2 separate regions of the Sus scrofa genome follow, and region 1 is linked to region 2. The links are chromatin contacts, called in public HiChIP or PLAC-seq maps. All regions are on one chromosome and are shown on one strand. Each heading gives the region's core, a stretch centred on a gene start, on an enhancer-like site or on the middle of the called end of the contact. The rest is flanking DNA. Distances are from core to core; before and after follow the strand shown. Region 1 holds the start of ZBTB44 (zinc finger and BTB domain-containing protein 44). Region 2 holds the start of PRDM10 (PR domain zinc finger protein 10).

Evidence for each region. HiChIP or PLAC-seq counts read pairs in DNA pulled down with a chosen protein or histone mark.
Region 1: an H3K27ac HiChIP or PLAC-seq map of alveolar macrophages shows a contact between it and region 2. The contact joins the promoter of ZBTB44 here to the promoter of PRDM10 in region 2. A contact is called at or near these places in 1 of 5 promoter capture datasets (liver), 2 of 47 Hi-C or Micro-C datasets (heart right ventricle and skeletal muscle) and 1 of 2 datasets of contacts at active chromatin or transcription factors (alveolar macrophages).

The regions. Positions count from the first base shown.
Region 1 is chr9:57,017,354-57,022,237 of Sscrofa11.1, reverse strand. It overlaps ZBTB44 (zinc finger and BTB domain-containing protein 44), which reads left to right and starts at 3,435. Exons shown (of 6, transcript XM_003130080.5): 1 at 3,435-3,653. LOC102165987 (proline-rich protein 18-like) reads right to left here. Exons shown (of 3, transcript XM_021063955.1): 2 at 4,705-4,884; 3 at 1,990-3,028. The coding sequence ends at 2,980.
Region 2 is chr9:56,747,481-56,752,450 of Sscrofa11.1, reverse strand. It overlaps PRDM10 (PR domain zinc finger protein 10), which reads left to right and starts at 2,964. Exons shown (of 22, transcript XM_013979568.2): 1 at 2,964-3,088.

The sequences.
Region 1 (4,884 bases), core at 2,186-4,685, 270 kb before region 2:
GATATCATGGCATCTTGCAGAGGAATGGGTGAGTCTACTGAAGCTATACTCTGACATCACAGGTCCTGGAAAGGTGACATTCTACTAACTGATAAAATTGGCCCCATATCCATTTGCTTCATCTATTTCATTAATCATCATTCATTTATTAAACAATTATCAAATATCTATTATGGGCTAGACACTGCTAGGTTCTGAGATTAAAGTGGTGAATGATAAGGGTGTTGGAGAAATGCAGGGAGCTCTAGGAGTTCCCGTCGTGGCGCAGTGGTTAACGAATCCGACTAGGAACCATGAGGTTGCGGTTCGGTCCCTGCCCTTGCTCAGTGGGTTAACGATCCGGCGTTGCCGTGAGCTGTGGTGTAGGTTGCAGACAAGGCTCGGAGCCCACGTTGCTGTAGCTCTGGAGTAGGCCGGTGGCTACAGCTCCGATTCGACCCCTAGCCTGGGAACCTCCATATGCTGCGGGAGCAGCCCAAGAAATAGCAAAAAGACAAAAAAAAAAAAAAAAAAAAGAAATGCAGGGAGCTCTAAGAATCTTATACCATGGGATCTAACACAATCTGGGGAAACAGGGGAGGAGGTTTTGAACGAATGGTGGTCAAAAAGAGAGCTAAATTTCCTTTATACGAAATGTCCAGAACCAGCAAATCTGAGAGACATAAAGTAGTTAGGTTAGTGGTCAGCTAGAGCTGAGGAGTTGGGGAGGAAGAGTAACTGCTCTTGGGGGTGATAGGAGTTCAAAAACTGACTATGGTGATAATGGCCACACAACTCTATGAATACACTAAAAAACTCTGAACTGTAACACTTCAAATGGGTGGATTGTATGCTATGTGAATTGTATCTCATAATGTTCATACATAGTATTAAAAAACAAAATTAACCTCAATAAACTTGAAGGTCTAATTCAGTTTATTCAATGATTCTTGAATCACGTTGCATCCCATCTAGTAACTGGAAGGGTGCTCTGGGGAGTTGTACGAAATGGAAGTTTTCTTAGGGAAGAAGAGTGGGGGCAGGAGATTATTAGCAAAAGAATAGAAAGGATTCTTTTTAGGCCAGGACATTTTCTTTTGCCTGGAAAAGGACAGTAAGGGTTTTTATCATGCAGATAGCTTCTTCTTCCTGGGGCGGGAGAGGGTGGGGAATCGAGAGGGTCCGTGTGACCGATTACCTCATTAGTGCTGACCAGAAAATTCCAAACTGGCTGATGAAGATTACATTCCTGGTAAAGGTCAAAACTGCAATTAGGTCAGGTATTAAATCTAGGTTTAGATTTTAAATTTGGTATCATGGGCTTCAGCAAAAGTGATGCTACTTGGGCCTGTGGTTTTCCTCTTTGTATACACACACACGCAAATACAAACACACTCACACACATATATATACACATATACACCCATATGTAGAAGAGATGTGACGATTGCGAGCAATTAGCTAAGGAATGAAATTTTTATACACAGAGGGAACAATGTATGCATTGGAGAAGAGCATGTGGCATTTTAGAAGATGTGGGGGTTGGGGGGACCCACAGCTAGCACCTTTTTGGAAAAAATACAAAGAGCTGAAGCTATGTATTGTACAGGCCCACCTTAAAGGGCAGTGAAAGCCATGGTACCAGTCTATTTTATCCTAAAAACAATAGGAAGCCATTGTATGCTATGCATGCATTGCAACCATGCAGAGAATGAAGAGAAAGGCAAATGCATTTAGGAAGCCAGGTCAGCTGTATCACGATTTTCCAGGCACAACGTACTGGTGTCTTAGATTAGGATGGTGGCCACAGGAATGGGAACATTCTGCAGGACTTGTTGATGGACTAGAACTGAGAAGTGGTAAAGTAGTGAAGCAGTGAGGCTGACTTGCACAACGGGATGGATGATGAACTGGGAATACTAGAAGAGGAACAAGTTTCAGGGTGGGGGAGCAAGACTAATTTTGTTAATATAGTTGGAAAGATCTAATAAAGGAGCAAGGGCACTTTATGCAGAAATGATTTCTCCTCTATTGGAATGAGCCAAGTCAGACTAGAGATCTTGCAGTTAAGTGTCAAGCATTCTTATTCTGAAATAAGTTATGGACTAAGTAAGTTCCCACTCAGCTATAATGCTCTAACACAAGCAAGTGGCATTTGTGCCAGAATTTGGTCCCCCAAATTTATGGCTGAAATAAAACCCTCTTTGCCTGGAATTTGAATTCCTTAGCGTCACCTACACCAGGTTAATAATTAAAGGTTCCTCATACTGTTTTACGTTTGTTTGTTTCACCTGTATGCAGGATTCTGGTTTCAGAAAATCCTCCCAGTGGTATTATTTAATCGAGTGTCAAAGAAAGGTGTATATATTCCACCAACTGAAGGGCAAGCCTCTACTAGTCCAGGAAGAAAAAAGTGGGAGGCTGCAAAAGCCACAGAAACTAACCCTACCCAAAGCCAAAACAGAGGAAAGGACTACAACAAAGTTAATCTTTGTATTTCTTCTTACACCTTATCCAAGCATCTAGCACTGTGCCCTTAGGGCCCCACAGCCATTTGGTGGTTAATTGATCTTCCAGTCCCAGGGTGGGGGTGGAGTGAGAGGCCGATAATTTTTAAGTGTAAAATGAAAATCAGAATAGTACAAAAGGGAAGGAAAGGGAGAAAAGAGAGTAAACTAAAAAAGAAAGCTGGTTTTGTTTTGTTTTGTTTTTTTGGCCAGGGCTGCTACTCTTGCCACGAAAGGAAGTTGCCACCTCAGTCCCTTGGGTAATGAGTAGTAAGGACCTGACCAGTTGTCTTTTATTGACTGTCCTACTGAATACCCTAGGAGAGGTCGACACGATTTGTTTGACTTTATTCCCATCCTGATTCTTCTCCAGGTGTTACCTGTGCACCTGCTCTAACACCAGGACTTCAGGCCTTCCTGAGACTTGCTCTGTCGCTCCTGTTTTCCGCCGAGGGTAAGCATTCCACCTTCTTTTTTTCTCCTTCTTCAAATTTCAGCACAAAATTTTCTGGGCCTCTTTCACATCGTTCCGACTTGGATCTCTGAAATGGGAATAATAAAATGATGGTGGAAATAGTGGTAAAACTTATTAGTACTACAATTGCGGTGGCCGTTAGACATACATACTGGAAAAGCAGTTGGAAACTGCAAAAGACTATAAAATTAGACGTTGTTTTTATGGCCTTTATTTTTAAAGTGGGTTTCAGTGGTTAGAAAGAGGGGGTGCTAGGGTGCTGGTCTCTCGGAAAGATTAATGCAAGACGTTACCAAGTGTTTCAAAAGAAATCTCCACTCTACTTCGGGCGGGATGTCAGCTCACCTTGCACAAAGCCCTTTGGAGAGAAGTCTTTCGGTGTAAAAGCTGGAGGCGTGGGAAAACAAAGTATGCGAACCCAGAGCGCCTGAGGCACTGCAGGCCGCACCCCCTCCACCTCTGCGCGGCCGGCGGGCTTGCCTGGAGCGCGCTTGTACCCGCAGCCCTGGCGCCCCTTCTACCCGCCGATCTCCGTCCCGGGCGCTCGCCCGCCCGCCCCGGGACGCTAAGACTTGGGGTCCAGGAATTTTACCACTTTACATGATTTTGCAGTGGACCGAGAGCTCTAGAGCGCCTCCCGGCCGTACCAGTCACTTCGGGGCGCCCCACAGTCTTCCCCGCCGGAAAGCCAGGTTAGTGGTGGTAGAGCCAAAAAAATTCAAGCTTGTGGAAGGAACGGGCATATTTTGGGGGAACGAGATGAATTCCTTCAGTCACTTCAGAACCGCACGTCCCGCCAGGTGGCCCAGGGAGGGAAGTTCTAGAAAAATCCTCGGGCACCAATATGACGCCGGGGGTGCAAAGGCCGCAGGCAACCGGGACACCGGCTGCCTGCAGCGGAAGCGGGCGTGGGAGCCAGCGGGGCTCAGCGTCCTCACCTGTCAAGGCCGCCTCTCCGCAGGCCTCAGTTTCCGTGTGCGAGAAATGGGCCCACTACCAGCTCAGCTCCCTCACCAAGAGAAAGCGCCTGGGGTGTTCCGGTTCAACCCCGCTACAGAAACCACTCGAGAAAACAGGAGTTTCTTTCGGTTTTAGTTCAAAGAAAACAAAAAAAGACAAGAAGCGTGAACCATGCCCAGAAATGTTTGTCAGGGCTAACGGGAAGGCGGCTTTGGACGGGTAGAGGAAAAGCGAATTGGCCAGGGTCTGGGCGGTGTGTATCGGTAAATCAGCACGTGTGCACAGACGCAAAGATGCACGAGCGGTGTCAAAACCCGCGGGTGTCAGGAGGCCGAGTCGCCCACAGTTCAAGCCCCGAACTGGGAGCGGCCTTTTCTGCGGCTGCGCAATACCCGTGTCTCCCCGCTCGCGCCCCGCCCCCGAGCTCGCTCCGCCCCGCCCACTTGCCCTCCCCTTCCCCAGCCCGGCCGCCCGCGCAGAGCATTGTGGGACACAAACAAAGTGCCCCCAAACAGGCTGGAGTGAGCCGAGCGGCAACAGCGGCGGCGCCGTCCCGCACGCGCGCGGCGGCGGCTCCCTCCCAACCTCCCCCTCCCCTCCCCTCACTCCCCTTCCCCTTCCCCACCCCGACCCGCCAGGAAAACGCGAGCCGTCGCCGCGCTCCCCAAACCGCTTGCCCTCGGCCAACCGCCCCCAACGGCCGCTCGCGCGGCTCGCGGGGCCCCCTCGCTCCTCCCCTCAGGCCCTCGGCGCTCTTCCCTCCCGCCGCCTCTCGCCCCCCACCTCGCAGGCACGCCGCTGCTCGGGGCCGCCATGCCCCAGCCGCAGGCCGTCCACGGGCCTAGGCGCGGCGGCCCGAGATAGGGTCCCCTCCGCCTCCCGGGGGAGGAGAGAGGCTGCGAGCCGCGCGCTCCGCCCCCTCCCCCGGGCCGCCGCCGCCGCCGCCACCTCGCCGCCACAGCC
Region 2 (4,970 bases), core at 1,715-4,214:
AGCTGCGGCTGCCAGCTTAGGCCACAGCCATAGCAATGCCAGATCCCAGGGGCATCTGTGACCTACACCACAGCTCACAGAAATGCCAGATCCTTAACCCACTGAGAGAGGACAGGGATGGAACCTGAGACCTCATGGATACTAGTCTGATTCATTTCTGATGAACCATGACAGGAATCTCCAGGTTGGGATTTTTATTTATTTATTTATTTATTGTCTTTTTGCTATTTCTTTGGGCCGCTCCCGCGGCATATGGAGGTTCACAGGCTAGGGGTCGAATTGGAGCTGTAGCCACCAGCCTACACCAGAGCCACAGCAACGCGGGATCTGAGCCTTGTCTGCGACCTACACCACAGCTCACGGCAATGCCGGATCGTTAATCCGCTGAGCAAGGGCAGGGACTGAACCTGCAACCTCATGGTTCCTAGTCGGGTTCGTTAACCACTGCGCCACGACAGGAACTCCCTGGGATTTTTATGAGTTGTGTTTTTGTCTATAGTGCTGAGAAATCTCAAAGCATCTAGGACAGTGCCTGAAATAGCATAAGGATTCAATGAATATTTATTCAGTGGAAGAATGAATATGTATATATATATATTATATATATAATATATATATATGCACCCCTCCCCCCATGCCTTTACATTCGCTGGCTTTAGATTGGAAGGTTCTCCATGATCTTGGCATGGTAGGCTTTTTTCATTATTCAGATCTGAGCTCAAATGTTAGCATCTAAGAAGTAGTTTCTTGACATTCGCATTTAAACTGCCAGCATCCTCCTAACCCCTTTGCATTTCCCTGCTTTATTTTCTTCGTAGCACTTGGCATCCCCTGGAATTATCTTATTTATCAATTTTCCTCTGTTGCCTCCACTAGAAATACAAGCTCCATGAGAGCAGAAGCTTTTTTTTTTTTTTTTTTTTTTTTTTTTTTGTCTTTTTGCCATTTTCTTGGGCCGCTCTCGCGGCATATGGAGGTTCCCAGGCTAGGGGTAGAATCGGAGCTGTAGCCGCCAGCCTACACCAGAGCCACAGCAACGTGGGATCCGAGCCGCGTCTGCAACCTACACCACAGCTCACGGCAACGCCGGATCGTTAACCCACTGAGCAAGGGCAGGGATCGAACCCGCAACCTCATGGTTCCTAGTCGGGTTCGTTAACCACTGCGCCACGACGGGAACTCTAGCAGAAGCTTTTTGCTTTTGGTTCTCTATTCCCATTCTCACTGTTTAGAACAGTGATTGGTACATAGTCCATATTCAATACTTGTATAGGAGAGAGTTCTGTGTACAAATTTAATAGTTAATACGTATATTTTTTTAAATTGCTGCACCTTGGCATATAGAAGTTCCTGGGCAAGGGACTCAATCCCACTAGTAGTTGTGACCTATGCCACAGCTGTGGCAAGGCCAAATCCTTTAACCCACTGCGACAAGAGAGGGATTGAACAAGTGCCATAGCAGTGACTCGCTGCAGCCGGATTCTTAACCCACTGTGCCAGGGCAGGAACTCCTCCAGTTTTATAAATAAATAAAACAGCAAAAGGAATATTATTGAATAAATTTTACATCCTCCTCTCCTTCACCCACGTTGTTTTCTATTGTTTTGCTTAATTGTACTTTTTTTTTTTTGTTGGTTAGCCAGTAGTTTAGCAATTTTGCATGTTTTATCGCCGTTAACACTTTTTTTTTGTCTTTTTTTTTTTGTCTTTCTAGGGCCTCACTGGCATATGGAGGTTCCCAAGCTAGGGCTCCAGTCGGAGCTGTAGCCACCAGCCTACACCAGAGCCACAGCAACGCTGGATCCGAGCCTTGTCTGCGACCTACACCACAGCTCACTGCAACGCCAGGTCCTTAACCCATTGAGCAAGGCCAGGGATTGAACCAGCATCCTCATGATGCTACTCGGGTTCGTTAACCTCTGAGCCACCAAGGAAACTCCTATCGCCGTTAACACTTTTATCCGTTTAGATTCTAGTGTGCTAAGTATTTTACATGTAAATCCCACTTAGTCTTCTAAACAACATAGCAAGGTAGATGTCATGGATGGGATAATTGTTCCCTGTACGTGGAAAGGCTCTAGGTCTCTTCAAGTTCTAGCTGCTATTCATATTAGGGGTGGGGAACTAGAGCTGGTGTTTTATTGTAGAGTCTGAGCTCATTTCTCTGCACTTGGCTCCTTTGCAGAGGCAGTTTTGAGGGACGGTACGATGTGGGAGCCTGAGGTTAAGAAAACAGAGCTAAGTCTTTGGTTAACCAGTGTTTCGTAACACTTCATGTTTGTGAAATTTTTCAGAATGGTAAAAGGAAAGGAGAGACTCAGACCGGCGCTCCCTGGGTCTGCAGGGTTGAGTTTAGACGCCGTGGGCCGGCTCCGCTCGGGTCCCGCTCGTGGCGTGGATTTGGCAGCAGAGGCCGGAGCAGGCGGGCGTGCGCTTGGCCCACCGTGTCCCGGGATGCAGCTCTCAGGGCTAGGGCTCTCGGGTGCGTGCGGGGAAGGCTTGACACCCGACAGACTTGCAGTCCCTCCTCCCACTTGGGGCACTGAGGCTGGCGAGCTGCCACCCGAAGAACAGAGGCTGGAACTCTCCCACCTGGGCCACGGCGGGTCCCGGTGAGCTGTCTTGACCCTGAATCCGAAGAGTCGGCTCTTCTGATTGGCTTAGAGCACAAACGCAGGCGAACGCTGCCCGAAACCCGCTCTTTGATTGGATTTTAAACGAACAGCAGAGCACGAAATAAAGAGGCCTTCAGCCATTGGGCCATTGTGTGAATCTCCTTTTGGCTTCTCCACCGACTGAATAAGCGTCTCAGGATCTTCGTCATGAGTCTTAAATCTGGGCCTGTCAGTTCGCCCCAGCGTTACTCGTCTTTCGGCAGGGCAAGGAGTTTACAGAGTTCAACCAATCATATAACGCCGAGATCAGGTTGCCAGGCAGATTATGCTAATGAAGCCCCGCCTTTTATGCTGCTCCCACTCTGCGGCGGGAAGAACCACCTGGAGGTGGCGGGGGGGTTTGATTTCCATCACCCCTAGGGAGAGAGGATCGGGGACCCGCTGATCTACCAGCTCCCCTCACCCAACGTCGTGTAAGTACCTAAAGGATTAAGGGAACCGGATAAGCCAGCGTCCAGAGTACCCCATCGACTGGGAGGGTGTTTCGTCTTTGCTTAGTCCCACCCAAAATGGCGCCAAGCTCTTTCCGCGTCTCAGAGCCCGGCCGGGGCCAACCGACCGCGGACCCGGGTGGGGGGGGAGCTTGGTGATGGTGGTGGGGGGGAGAAATCCCGGCGGCACCGCCCGATGGTACAGTCCAGCCGGGGCTGGGACAAGGCACCTCACTCGGGGTGGGGGGTCAAACCATCTGCACCTTCCAAGGGGAAAGGGGCAAAATCCCCTACCCGAGCCCCTCCTGGCGCTGTGTTCAGCCATGGCTCCGGCGCCTCTTCGCCCTGCCTTCCCCGCGCGCAGCCTCCCCCCTGCGACCCCCGAGCGGCTCGCACGCTCCGCCGGCCGCGCGCACCTCTCCTCCCCTGCCCGCGTTGGTTGGGCCGGGACGGCGGTTGGGCGCCCTGCACGCTTCTGCGGCGGCGGTTGGGCGGGCGCTTGGGGTGCGGCGGGCGCTCGGGGTGCAGCAGGCGGTCTCAGCTGGCGGGCGCGGGGGCGGCGGCGCGGCGTTGGACTAGGGGCCGGCGGGCTCAGTGGTCTGGGTTCCCTGCTTTGTCTCGGGAGGCCGCGCCACCGTCTTGCCATTGATTGTTGGCTCCTAGTTCCTTATGCACAAGTTGGCGTCCCGGGACCCGGCGAGGGATGGATGGCCCGTTTGGGGCATTCTTGGTGGACAGTGTTCGCGGTGGGCAGGGCGCAGGCCGAGGTCCACCTCTGCTCTGGGGCGGCGGGGACGGGTGCGGAGGCTTGAGCCACAGGCCTTTGGGAAGCGGGTTGGCGGTACTGAGTTGCCAGCCTATCGTCAGCTTTGCTTAAGCACTTTTTAGCCTGTGGCCACATCTCGGGTGCTCTGCTAAGTCAAGTGAACGCAGATTTGTCGAATTTTGTGTGCGTTCGTGCTTAGCCTTGTTTGGCGGGTTGGTTGGGTTCCGATCAATTTTCAGTCAATGTTTGTGTACGTTTAAGCACAAGGCTGGCTCCTTCTAGGTCTGAAGTCGAGGATCAAGCTTGAGAGGGTTCGCACCCAGCTGGGCCATGTGCCATTCGAAGCCTATTCAAATCTTGCCCGGCTGGTCGTCCCCCAAAGTTCTTTAAACTCAGAAGCACTTCATAAAAAACAAATCACTCGTGAGGGTTTGCGGCCTCTTTTTCTGACGCATTCCTTTGTTTCTCCACCTTTTGCTGTAAGCTCTTTGAAGGCAGGAAGGTGTACTGTGTGTGTTTTTGGTACACTGCCCACTCCACCCCCAGCACCGCAAGCGCTTCTGTGTTGAGGAACTGTACTTATATGATGTTCTAAATTGAAAAAAACTAAATTAAAAAAGATCGAGGCAAGCTCTGCTTAAAGCAATGTTGATTCAACCTGATACGTTTACAAAGTAACTTCTGGGCTTTTTTTTTTTTTTTCCTTCTTTCTTTATAGGGCCGCACCTGCTGCATATGGAAGTTCTCAGGCAGGGGTCTAATTGGAGCTGCAGCTGCCAGCCTATACGCCACAGCATTGCCAGATCCTAGTCGTGTCTGCGACCTTCGCCACAGCTCACAGCAACGCCGGATCCTTAACCCACTGAGCGAGATCAGGGATTGAACTCGCCTTCTCGTGGATCCTAGTGTGGTTCCTTACCGCTGAGCTACCGTGGAAACTGCCTGGGTTTACTTTCTAAAGTGAAGTGAAATTGACATAATATAAACCGTTTTAAAGTGATTGAATTAGTATTAAATATGCACATTTAAAAATTTTGAACCGAAACTTTTTTCCCACCCTGTATCTCTATTCGTTTATTCCTTGAGCCCTGGCTCTTG